Regions from separate parts of the Muntiacus reevesi genome. Here region 1 is linked to region 2. The links are chromatin contacts, called in public Hi-C maps. All regions are on one chromosome and are shown on one strand. The core of a region is the stretch at or near the end of the contact, and the rest is flanking DNA. Distances in the headings are between cores, read along the strand shown. Region 1 holds the start of TSPYL1 (TSPY like 1). Region 2 holds the start of LOC136150647.

Evidence for each region. Hi-C and Micro-C count contacts between places; a contact is called where the count stands out from the background.
Region 1: a Hi-C map of muscle shows a contact between it and region 2, with 3 times the contacts expected there. The contact joins the promoter of TSPYL1 here to the promoter of LOC136150647 in region 2. A contact is called at or near these places in 2 of 3 Hi-C or Micro-C datasets (blood and muscle).

What each region holds. Positions count from the first base shown.
Region 1 is chr19:32,456,652-32,461,404 of mMunRee1.1, forward strand. TSPYL1 (TSPY like 1) reads left to right here and starts at 3,189. Exons shown (of 1, transcript XM_065911479.1): 1 at 3,189-4,753. The coding sequence starts at 3,320. The coding sequence ends at 4,618.
Region 2 is chr19:32,198,196-32,203,357 of mMunRee1.1, forward strand. LOC136150647 reads left to right here and starts at 3,847. Exons shown (of 2, transcript XM_065911315.1): 1 at 3,847-4,359. It overlaps RWDD1 (RWD domain containing 1), which reads right to left and starts at 3,693. Exons shown (of 7, transcript XM_065911311.1): 1 at 3,474-3,693. The coding sequence starts at 3,546.

The DNA.
Region 1 (4,753 bases), core at 1,939-4,438, 260 kb after region 2:
CAAGAGAAGCCACTGCAATGAGAAACCGGCACACCACAACTAGAGAGAAGACCCTGCTCATGGAAACTAGAGAAAACTGGCACGCAACAATGAAGAGCCAGCAAAGCCAAAAATATATAAATAAATTAAAAAAAAAATTAAGAGTATGTTTCAGATAGCTGAATAACCTGCCTCATGTAAACAAGACACATATTCCTTTCAAGAGTTTAGATTAAAAAAGGAAAAACTCACAAATAACAGCCCTACTATTATAAGTACAATTATCTGTGGCAAACAGCAATCACATTTCCCATCCCTCTGCACAGCAAACTAACTCCTTTAGCACAGGAGACTTGGTGCATGTTAAAATTCTTGACAGTTCCTTCTGACAGGCAGATTCTTTCTTTAAAAAAAAGAAATGGCATAGAATATACATATCTGCTTTTCCTTCTAAATCTTTGCTTTTAGTTGCCCTTTCTCTTATTCAAATGTCATCACTTATTCCTTGGCCCTCCATCTTCTATAATAAAGAGTTATCATCACAATCACTTTTCTACTGTGATTTTCAGATAATTAAAATTAGAAGAAACTTTTTCTTCATTTCTGATCCATTCAATCAAGTATTCCATATCATGGCCTTTCTCCAATATACTGACAATAAGAGAAGGGAGGGTTCCTCCAAAGTGTCTCAGTACTTCTGAGGGAAATTACACTTAGCAGAGTACTGATTCCATTTACAGGCACCATCTATCATTGAAGTCTTAACAATATTGGTTAGAGCACTAATTAATTAGACTTTCAGACACCATATTGGTAAGTCTGACAAAGCCACATCTTCTAGGACTGGTCAAAAACCGAGACTGTCTTTCGCTCAAAAGTAGAAGGCATATTAGTAATAAAAGTTTCCACTTTAGGCCAAATTAAATTATTCCAGTTACAAGATAGAGGATAATTTCACAGTAATTAAGAAGTGGGCCTTATGGAAAATTCCATTATTCATTCTTATCTATACAAAAGTAATTTTGCCCATGCAGTACAGGCTCTATATCCATTTCTTGCAGAGAGAAATGAAGCAAGGCTTGGAATCATTACCTTGGCTTGTTCAGAAAGGAGAGAAGAATTGAAGATACAGTGCTGGTAGTTTAAGGCGTTGCTATGTAAATTCATGAAGACAGGTCAGTTCTTTTGGTATTTATCATACAATGTGATAACACACATATAAATTATCTGTAAAACAAAACTGTTTTTCCTGCATTTTTCCTATGCTTTTTGGGCCTTTGATGCATATGAACAAATTCATTCTGACTAGGACTTCATTACTGCAGACAGAACAGTCCTTTGGTCTGCTGGTGGCTGATGGGGAGAACAGGGTGACTACCTACATGCTCCTTATTTCTGCAAGCCCCAAGCTGCAGGCAGAAGAAACTGTATTCTGTGCCTTTGTCTCTTTACTTGACATTCTAATAATCTATGTAACACACACGCAAGGCAGTGTTAGGTAAACAGTGGTAAACAAAACCAAGACCCTGTCCTAGAATTCACAGTCTTCTCAAACATATTTTATGGTAGGTTTTGGCTTTAACTTTGCCTGTATATCGCCTAAGTATATTTCTGGATTTGAGAGCCAAAAACAGACTCAAGATATGATAAACCATAGCAGTTGGGCAGGACCTTACAGGAAGCAATGTTGAGGTTGAAGGGGTTGCTGCCAGGAAAAACTTGAGCCACACAGAGATGCAGCCAAACTTCAACCCAAGGAATATCCCTTTTATACTGTTGTAACAAATTACCACAGACTTAACAGTGTTAAGGTACACAAATTAATTATCTTACAGGTTTGGAGGTTAGATAAAAATCAAGATGCGGATAGGGCTGCATTCCTTTGGAGGCTCTATGGGAAAATCTTCCTCCTTACCTTTCCAGCTTCTAGAGAGGTTGCCTTTATTCTTTGGATCTTTGTTCCTTCCTCCATCTCCAAATCTTTTTTTCTCCCTCTTTTTCACTTTCTCACCTCTGCTCTGGTCATCAGTCTCACACTGACACTCTCACTTCTTCTTACTGTAATTATACAGGGTCCATCCACCGGGACAGCCCAGCACAATCTTTCAATATCCTGGTGCTTAACTGAAACATGCCTATGGAGTTCTTTCGCCAGGTAAGAAACGACACAGGTTATGAAGGTTAGGACATGGATATTTTAGGGGGCCATTATTCAGTGTACTATAATAGGAAAAAAAAGAAACCCCAAAATCAAAAAACATTTGCCTCTTTTACATCTAACTCAACTAACTTAAAACTGGTAGACCAGCCGTTTGTTTTCTACTCAAGGCCATCTTGGATATCCATTTTAACTGACTTTTCTTCATAAAAATGGAGGTGGATGGCCCCTCTACCAGTATTTGTCTGAAGTCCCCTAGCTCTCTAACACCAGTTTTCCTCACAAGTCAACAAACTAAAACAACCAGACACTGACATCCCCTTTGAAAGAACTCTACAAGCTAATTACCATGAACAGATACTTCACCAGAGCCAACCTTTCCTACCTTCTTTCAGAACTAAACTCGTTATTAGATTAATAAATTCATGGGGCTGGAAATAGCTTTTCTATTTCCTGCAGTGAGGGGCCACGGAGCGAGATTCAGCAAATTGATTCTGACTTAATTCCTGCAAATATCGCGCAAGACAAGCTCTTCTTTGATACAGATTATCAAGGTAAGGCTAGCAGGGTACAATATGCATGACTTTTGTGGTAAAAAGTCGTTCAGTAGCTTTTTCTCCCAGAGATGTTACAGGCCAGAATATTTTCACTTCACTACCCGAGAAAAGGGAAACAGTTTGCTATTAATTTAGTTAAAAAATAAAGAGAATTTTGCTCCTGCCTATCGTGGAATAGGGAATAGATTTACCCTCTTGCTCACAAAACCATAAAAACATGTTTTCAGACAACAGGAGGCAGTGTAGTACTGGGGTCCTTACAAATAGCCGAGCGAACAATCTGGAGGTACTTCCAGATGCACTGTCAGGAAGAGAAGGGGGTGGGGTCTCACTGCTTCAGCCTCTGATTGCGAGCCACATTTACTTACGTAAGTCAAATTACCAATCCACCGGATTAAATTCGTAAAAATAAAGCTAACAGAACACCCGGACCGTAGGAAGCCCGCTAAACCATCCCAGAAGCCGCGAGTTCTCGCGTCACATTGCGATCTACAACCCTGACGTCATCCTCACGGAGTCGCTCGCGAGATTAGAGAGTGGGTGTCACAAGCGGCAAGTTTTCGTCGAGCGCGGCTTCTGAGAGGAAAACAGACGTTGGCCTTCGTTTTATCGGGGTGCTGCCGACATGAGCGACCCAGACGGGGTCGAGAGGACCCCTCTCCTTGGAACCCACAGCCTCACCACATCCGACTGTGCCGCCGGAGCCCCGGACCCTCCCCTGTGCCTGGAAACAGAGGCGTCACAGGTGATGGCGGAGACGGGTGAGGGGTGTTTCGAGGCCGTCGCGCTCCCACCACCCCAGCTTCCAGAGGAGGAAGGCGCACCTCCAACTGGTCCCCCAGATTCAGGCTGTGTCGGTACGTTCCAGATCCGAGACGGTGGGGATGGCGGTTATGTTGCGCCCGAAGCGAGGCTAGAGCCGGCTCCGCCTCCTAGGGAGGGCTTGGAAACGGCGTCTATGTTCCTGGCAACGGACGACAGCCTGGGAAATGGCCGTCAGACTGTAGAGCCGCAGGGCTCGAGTAGGGAGAAGGCGCTAGAAACTTGTGGCGCAGAGAAGTTGGGGTCTGACTTGATGTCGGAGGCGAAGGCTGAGGAAGCGAAGACTGAAGAAGGCCCCGTCTTCTCAGTCGCAGTGGATGAGGAGGTGGTGGGGAAGGAAAGAGCGGAGGAGGAGGAGGGAGTGGAGCAGGGAATGGAGGTGGAGGAGAGGCCAGTCGGTGAAGAAATAGAAATGGTGGAGAACGGAGTGGTGGAGGAGGCGGGGCAGCGGCCCCTGCGTATGGATCTCCGCATGAACCCGCTGGAGGCCATCCAGCTAGAACTGGACACTGTGAACGCTCAGGCTGACCGGGCCTTTCAGCAACTAGAGCATAAATTCGGGCGGATGCGTCGACACTACCTGGAGCGGAGGAACTACATCATTCAGAATATCCCGGGCTTCTGGGTCACTGCCTTTCGGAACCACCCCCAGTTATCTCCTATGATTAGAGGCCAAGATGCAGAGATGTTAAGATACATAACCAATTTGGAGGTGAAGGAGCTCAGACACCCGCGAACAGGATGCAAGTTCAAGTTCTTCTTTCGGAGAAACCCGTATTTTCGAAACAAGCTGATTGTCAAAGAATATGAGGTCAGAGCCTCTGGCCGAGTAGTGTCTCTTTCCACTCCAATCATATGGCGTCGGGGCCATGAACCCCAGTCCTTCATTCGCAGGAACCAAGAGGTTGTGTGCAATTTCTTCACCTGGTTTTCAGACCACAGCCTTCCAGAGTCTGACAGGATTGCTGAAATTATCAAAGAGGACCTGTGGCCAAATCCACTGCAATACTACCTACTGCGTGAAGGAGTCCGTAGAGCCAGACGTCGCCCATTAAGGGAGCCCGTGGAGATCCCCAGGCCCTTTGGGTTCCAGTCCGGTTAAACTTTGCCATTGGAAGGTTTCTGCACAAAGTCTCTTCGCCGCTTAATGGACCTGTGCTTGGGCAACAGATACGGATATGTCTTCTAACCGCCCCCCTCCCCCCGCCCCCATCCTTTTTTTCTCTAACATTTCTGG
Region 2 (5,162 bases), core at 2,597-5,096:
AGTGATAATCCTATTCCAATGCATTACTACCGTACTGTGAGCTGAAGCAAGTTGAAGATTAGCTTTCACTAAAGAGACCAGTCAATCCTAAAGGAAATCAACCCCAAATATTCATTGGAAGGACTGATGTTGAAGCTGAAGTTCCAACACACGGGCCACCTGAAGTGAAGGGCTGACCAACTGGAAAAGACCCTGATGCTGGGAAAGATTGAGGGCAGAAAGAGAAGAGGGTGACAGAGGATGAGATGGTTGAATGGCATCACTGATGCAATGGACTTGAATTTGGGCAAACTCCGGGAGATAGCAAGGGACAGGGAGGCCTGGTGTGCTGCAGTCCATGGGGTCACAAAGAGTCAGACATGACTTAGCAACTGAAAAACAACAACAAAGAGACCAGATATCCAGCACTGTGAGTGGATCAAAATCCTTTGAAAGAGAGAATAAAGTTGTTGGGCACTGTGCAAGGAACCAGTGGAGGGGCAGGAGAAGTGTTAGGTGATACAGGGGCAGATGATGTTAACTAGACAAAACTAAGAAGAGAGAGCAGAGAAAATGGAGGTAGTAGCTGAGAGGTACACTAAAGGGACGCACAAATGACAGGTTTTCACACAAAAAACCAGATCAGCCCATTTTAAAGGAAGTCCCTATGGGTCTTAGAGAGCAACTGTCCTAGAAAAACTGCTTTCACAAGATGACTTCTGCCCGGTGTCTAAATGCAATTATAACTGTTAAGCTCATGGCTGTTAACTCAGAGGTACTAACACAAGCAAATACAGGATTACATACTCCTCTTTGTAAGATCAAACAGAATTAAGGGAACCTGACTTTTGTTTAGCCTGAAGCTAACCAATTTGATCCAACAAAACTCACCATATATAGCCAGAGACTTTGATACAGAAATGGAAATAACCAAATTCAACTATCTTAGCAGGGTCTTGTCAAGTGAAGTACAACTGAAAGAGAAAGTGTTATCAGGAGCGTCCATGTGTATTTTAGAAGACTAGTTGTTAGGACAACTGGATTAGTGTGCAATCAAGTTACAGAATGGACACAAAGAAGAAACTGTATTATGATCTGTTATAATTCACGACAGAGGCAACACTGGGCCAAAAGTTCTCTGCAAATAGCCAGGAAATCAGTTCTCAAGTCAGGTTAGGTCTATGTGCCTAGGACTACAGCTGGATGAACGGGGCCTCTTCAGCCTCCACAAGGGGGCCATGATGCACTCTATCATTTATTTTAAAAATTATACACACACACACACACACACATATATATACACACACTTACTTCATCAACATCAGCATTGAGCATTTACCAAATCTAATATTCAATGAAATTTAACATGAGATTTGAAAACTACCAATTATTGTTCCTTGGCAAACTATTACAAACAAGCTCTCTTTCTTAAACCAGGTATGAAAATACTAAAGTATGAAATCATCAACACATAAGAAAGCTATAAAAATAGTATACCTTGCAAATCCTCAAAAGATTCCAAAAGACCAAACACAGAAATAAATGACTCCAAAGTCCGCTTGCCTTTGCCTTGAGACTTCATACAGAAGTTGACCAAAGTTCCTAAATAACTATAAATCAGGACAGCTCATTTTAACTTACTTAATGCAACTGTAGGGGTGCTGATAGGAATTACGAGACAGAAGAGCTCAGCTGATACTGCAGAGTACTTGAGACGTCCAAGATCCACAAATTTTCTTTTATTAACATGACTCAGAATTCTCAAGCACTTTTGCATCTGACAAGAATTTCACATACCCAACTATATCAGAGCCTAGTACATGTGAAAGAACCATCCAATTATTTTAGGGTTACAACGTATCACTTTTACAAATGTTTATAAGCACAATATTTAATGAGTATACCTCAATGTCCAAAGAAATGAGAGCAGCACATCTTGTGCCTTCTTAAGTCTGCCTATGCTGTGCCCATGCCTGTCCCATTTCCAATGTATCAGAAATGACCAAACGTCACGATTAAGAGTGTATCCAACAACTGACCCTATATTCTGTTTTACTTAGACATTGATACATAAGCAAGGATAGAGAAGGGAGCCAGACTCCATACACACTCACCCAGTTAAGGACACTCTCAAACCCCTCTTCACTCATCCCCTTAACATCCTCACAGCACAGCTGTACTGCTGAAGAGAGAACATGAACAGGACTGAAGTATACAGGCAGAGCTGAGAGACAAAAGCCTGTTGGCAAAGCAGAACAAAATTTGCTACCATTGCAAGCAGTGATCAAAGGGTGGAGCTAAGAAAATTAAGCTGAACAGTGACAAGGGAGAGGGGCTGGAGTTAATGAGTTAAAATAACACGACCTTACACTCTGAATTCTGAGTCAGTGATGGATGACACTCAAAGGACGGGATAAGGAAGGTAAGTCCCACAAACCTAGGCTATACACGCTCATACAGGCTTTAGATCACCTCTCAAAACCTCACTCTTATTACCAGTCCTGCTACTAACTTGCTGGCCAACCCGGAGCCACCCGCTTGCCTTTCCTGAGCCTCCACTACCTTGCTTCTGGCAAGAGGAAGCCAGGCTGCTCAGTCACTTCGGTCGTGTCCGACTCTGTGCGACCCCATAGACGGCAGCCCACCAGGCTCCCCCGTCCCCGGGATTCTCCAGGCAAGCACATTGGAGTGGGTTGCCATTTCCTTCTCCAGTGCCTGAAAGTGAAAAGTGAAAGTGAAGTCGCTCAGTCGTATCGGACCCTCAGCGACCCCATGGACCGCAGCCTTCCAGGCTCCTCGGTCCATGACGTCTAATATCCTACTACAAGTCTAACTACCTGTGATCTGACAGTGGACCTGGAATTTGAGCCAACTCATTCATTGGGCAATCCGCAGAATCTCAGAACATTAAAAAAGAAAAGAAAAACGACAAACTTCGGGGACAAGACTACTCTCAAAACTGATCCTGGGTAACTTTGAGAATTCTGAATCCACAAACTTTAAAACACCAAATATGAGAAAAGAGCCTGAATAATGGTGAAAATGTGAAAACCGGCACTTCTGCGGCTCTGGAAAGACTACTCCCACTTGGAGTACCTTCATCCGTGTATTTCACTAAACCTCACGCTGCTGTTAGTTCAGATCCGTTCAGTCGCTCGGTCGTGTCCGACTATTTGCGACCCCATGGACGGCAACGACACAGAAACCAAAGTGCACCCGACTGAATTCCAGGCCTGACACTCCAGGGACCTTGCTAGCCTCGCCCGGACTTTCAGATTTCAAGGAATTAGCGGAGAGGAGAAAACAGCCGTAGAGCCACTAGTAAACGCCTGATCACTTCAAGAGAAGAGCTCGAGGAGAGAGTGGCGAGCGAGGTGGCCACGCGGCCTGGCTGTTCCCTTCTCCATCCTGGCCGGGGATGTCGAGGGCCGTGGAGGCGGCGGCCCGTCCCACTCCACCCCGGGTAGCTGCGGGCCTGCGGCCGCGGAAGTCACCTGTGAAGGAGTCAGGGTAGATGGACTCCAGAGCCTCCAGCTCGTTGCGCTGCTCCTCGCCGTAATCTGTCATCGCGGCCCTCGCTGCAGCCCATGGATCGCCCAGACACCCAGGCGGCGTGCTGCAGCCTGGACCGCGGCCGCGCTGGGAGAGCAGGCAGCGGCCGGGCGGGCGCAGGCGCAGAGTCCCAGGCGGAGAGGCCTGGGGCCCACAGCCAGGCTGGGCCTGCTGAGCAACAACCCCGCGCCGGCCTCCGCCTGCTCTCTCGTTCCGCGTTCGACTCGTCGGGCCTGGCCGTTGGGCTGCCTCTCCCACGCCCGCTCGGGACTTGCTGGGATGGGGGAGACACCTGGTCTGGCATTTGCCACAGACACCTAAGGATTGGTTACTGGACTTTGCAGAGCCAGAACCCGAGAAGGCCCTGAGCGCCGCATCCTCGCTCCACTAGTCTGGTCTTAAGGCCAGCCTCGGGTACCCGGGAGGGGCTGTCTAGCTGGACGCGGGACGATGGGGCGTCTCTGCACTAGGTCGCTGCGGGTCTCCGGGTTGCAACCCTGAGGCAGCGTCCAGAGGGCGGATGCCCAGGTCCTAGTGCCGACTAATGGCGTGTCCCAGGTGATTTCTACGTTTCTGGAACCTCCAAGTTCTCGGCATCCCACAAGACTGTAGAACCCAGCAGGCAGAGGAACAGCTCTCGCAATACATCCAGGCGGGTCCAGAAAGCTCGGCCCAGCTTCCGAGTAACGAGTCAGTGGACCTGCGGGAGAAAGCAAGTGAAAGTCCTGTGATCTTTTGAGTATGTAAAATGAACTCGGCACGTTGTAGATCTAAATATTCTGAGATCGCGTATTTCTGAGTTGGGTGTAAGTTTCGGTGACAGTTTTGGTAAGTATTGCCTCCGAAGAATACTCAGAACCTCTGATTTGGAAGAATGAAACTGAAGAAGTAATAATAGCACTTAATACATATACATCTCTTATCTTCTAGTTCATCACAGCTGTTACAAAGAGAGTTTTCAAAGAAAACTGTAATGGCACAAACTAAGAAAATGGCCAGACATGGTATTTTTATGAAATGAAAGCTAAAGATCCATTCATGTGTATAAAAAAAGAAGATTTTTAGTTTTTTAGTGGAGAAAAATACAAGAACATTTTAAAAATTTTCATATTCGTCTATTTTTCTTTTTGTTTTTGTATTAAAGCTTAGAGATAAAGGCTCTGAAGTTTTCTCTTGATAAAAGGATGATGTCCTATGGACCAGAAGGTATCTTGATATTTTGTTGGAACTTATTGCCTACTTGGCAACCCACTCCTGTACTCTTGCCTGGAGAATTCCATGGACAGAGGAGCCTGGCGGGCGAGAGCCCATGGGGTAGGAAAGAGTCTGACGTGACTGAGCGACTGACACGCACACTACCTACTTAGCCGAAGGATATGTGAAAACGGACATATTCGCTTTGGTACTGATTCCATGTCTTCGGCATTAAGGGTTGAGTAGGGCGTTGTTTTAAATTTTCAAGAAAAAAATGGGAACTCTTCTGAGGATGGAAAGAATCACAGGAAATACATGAAGTAACTTTGCAAATACAAGGTGCTTCTTCTGTATATCCTCTGTTTAGGGAAATCAGTGATTTGTTACTGGAGAAGAAGGTTCTGCACAAACGGGAGAGCCAGTGCTAAGATCCTACG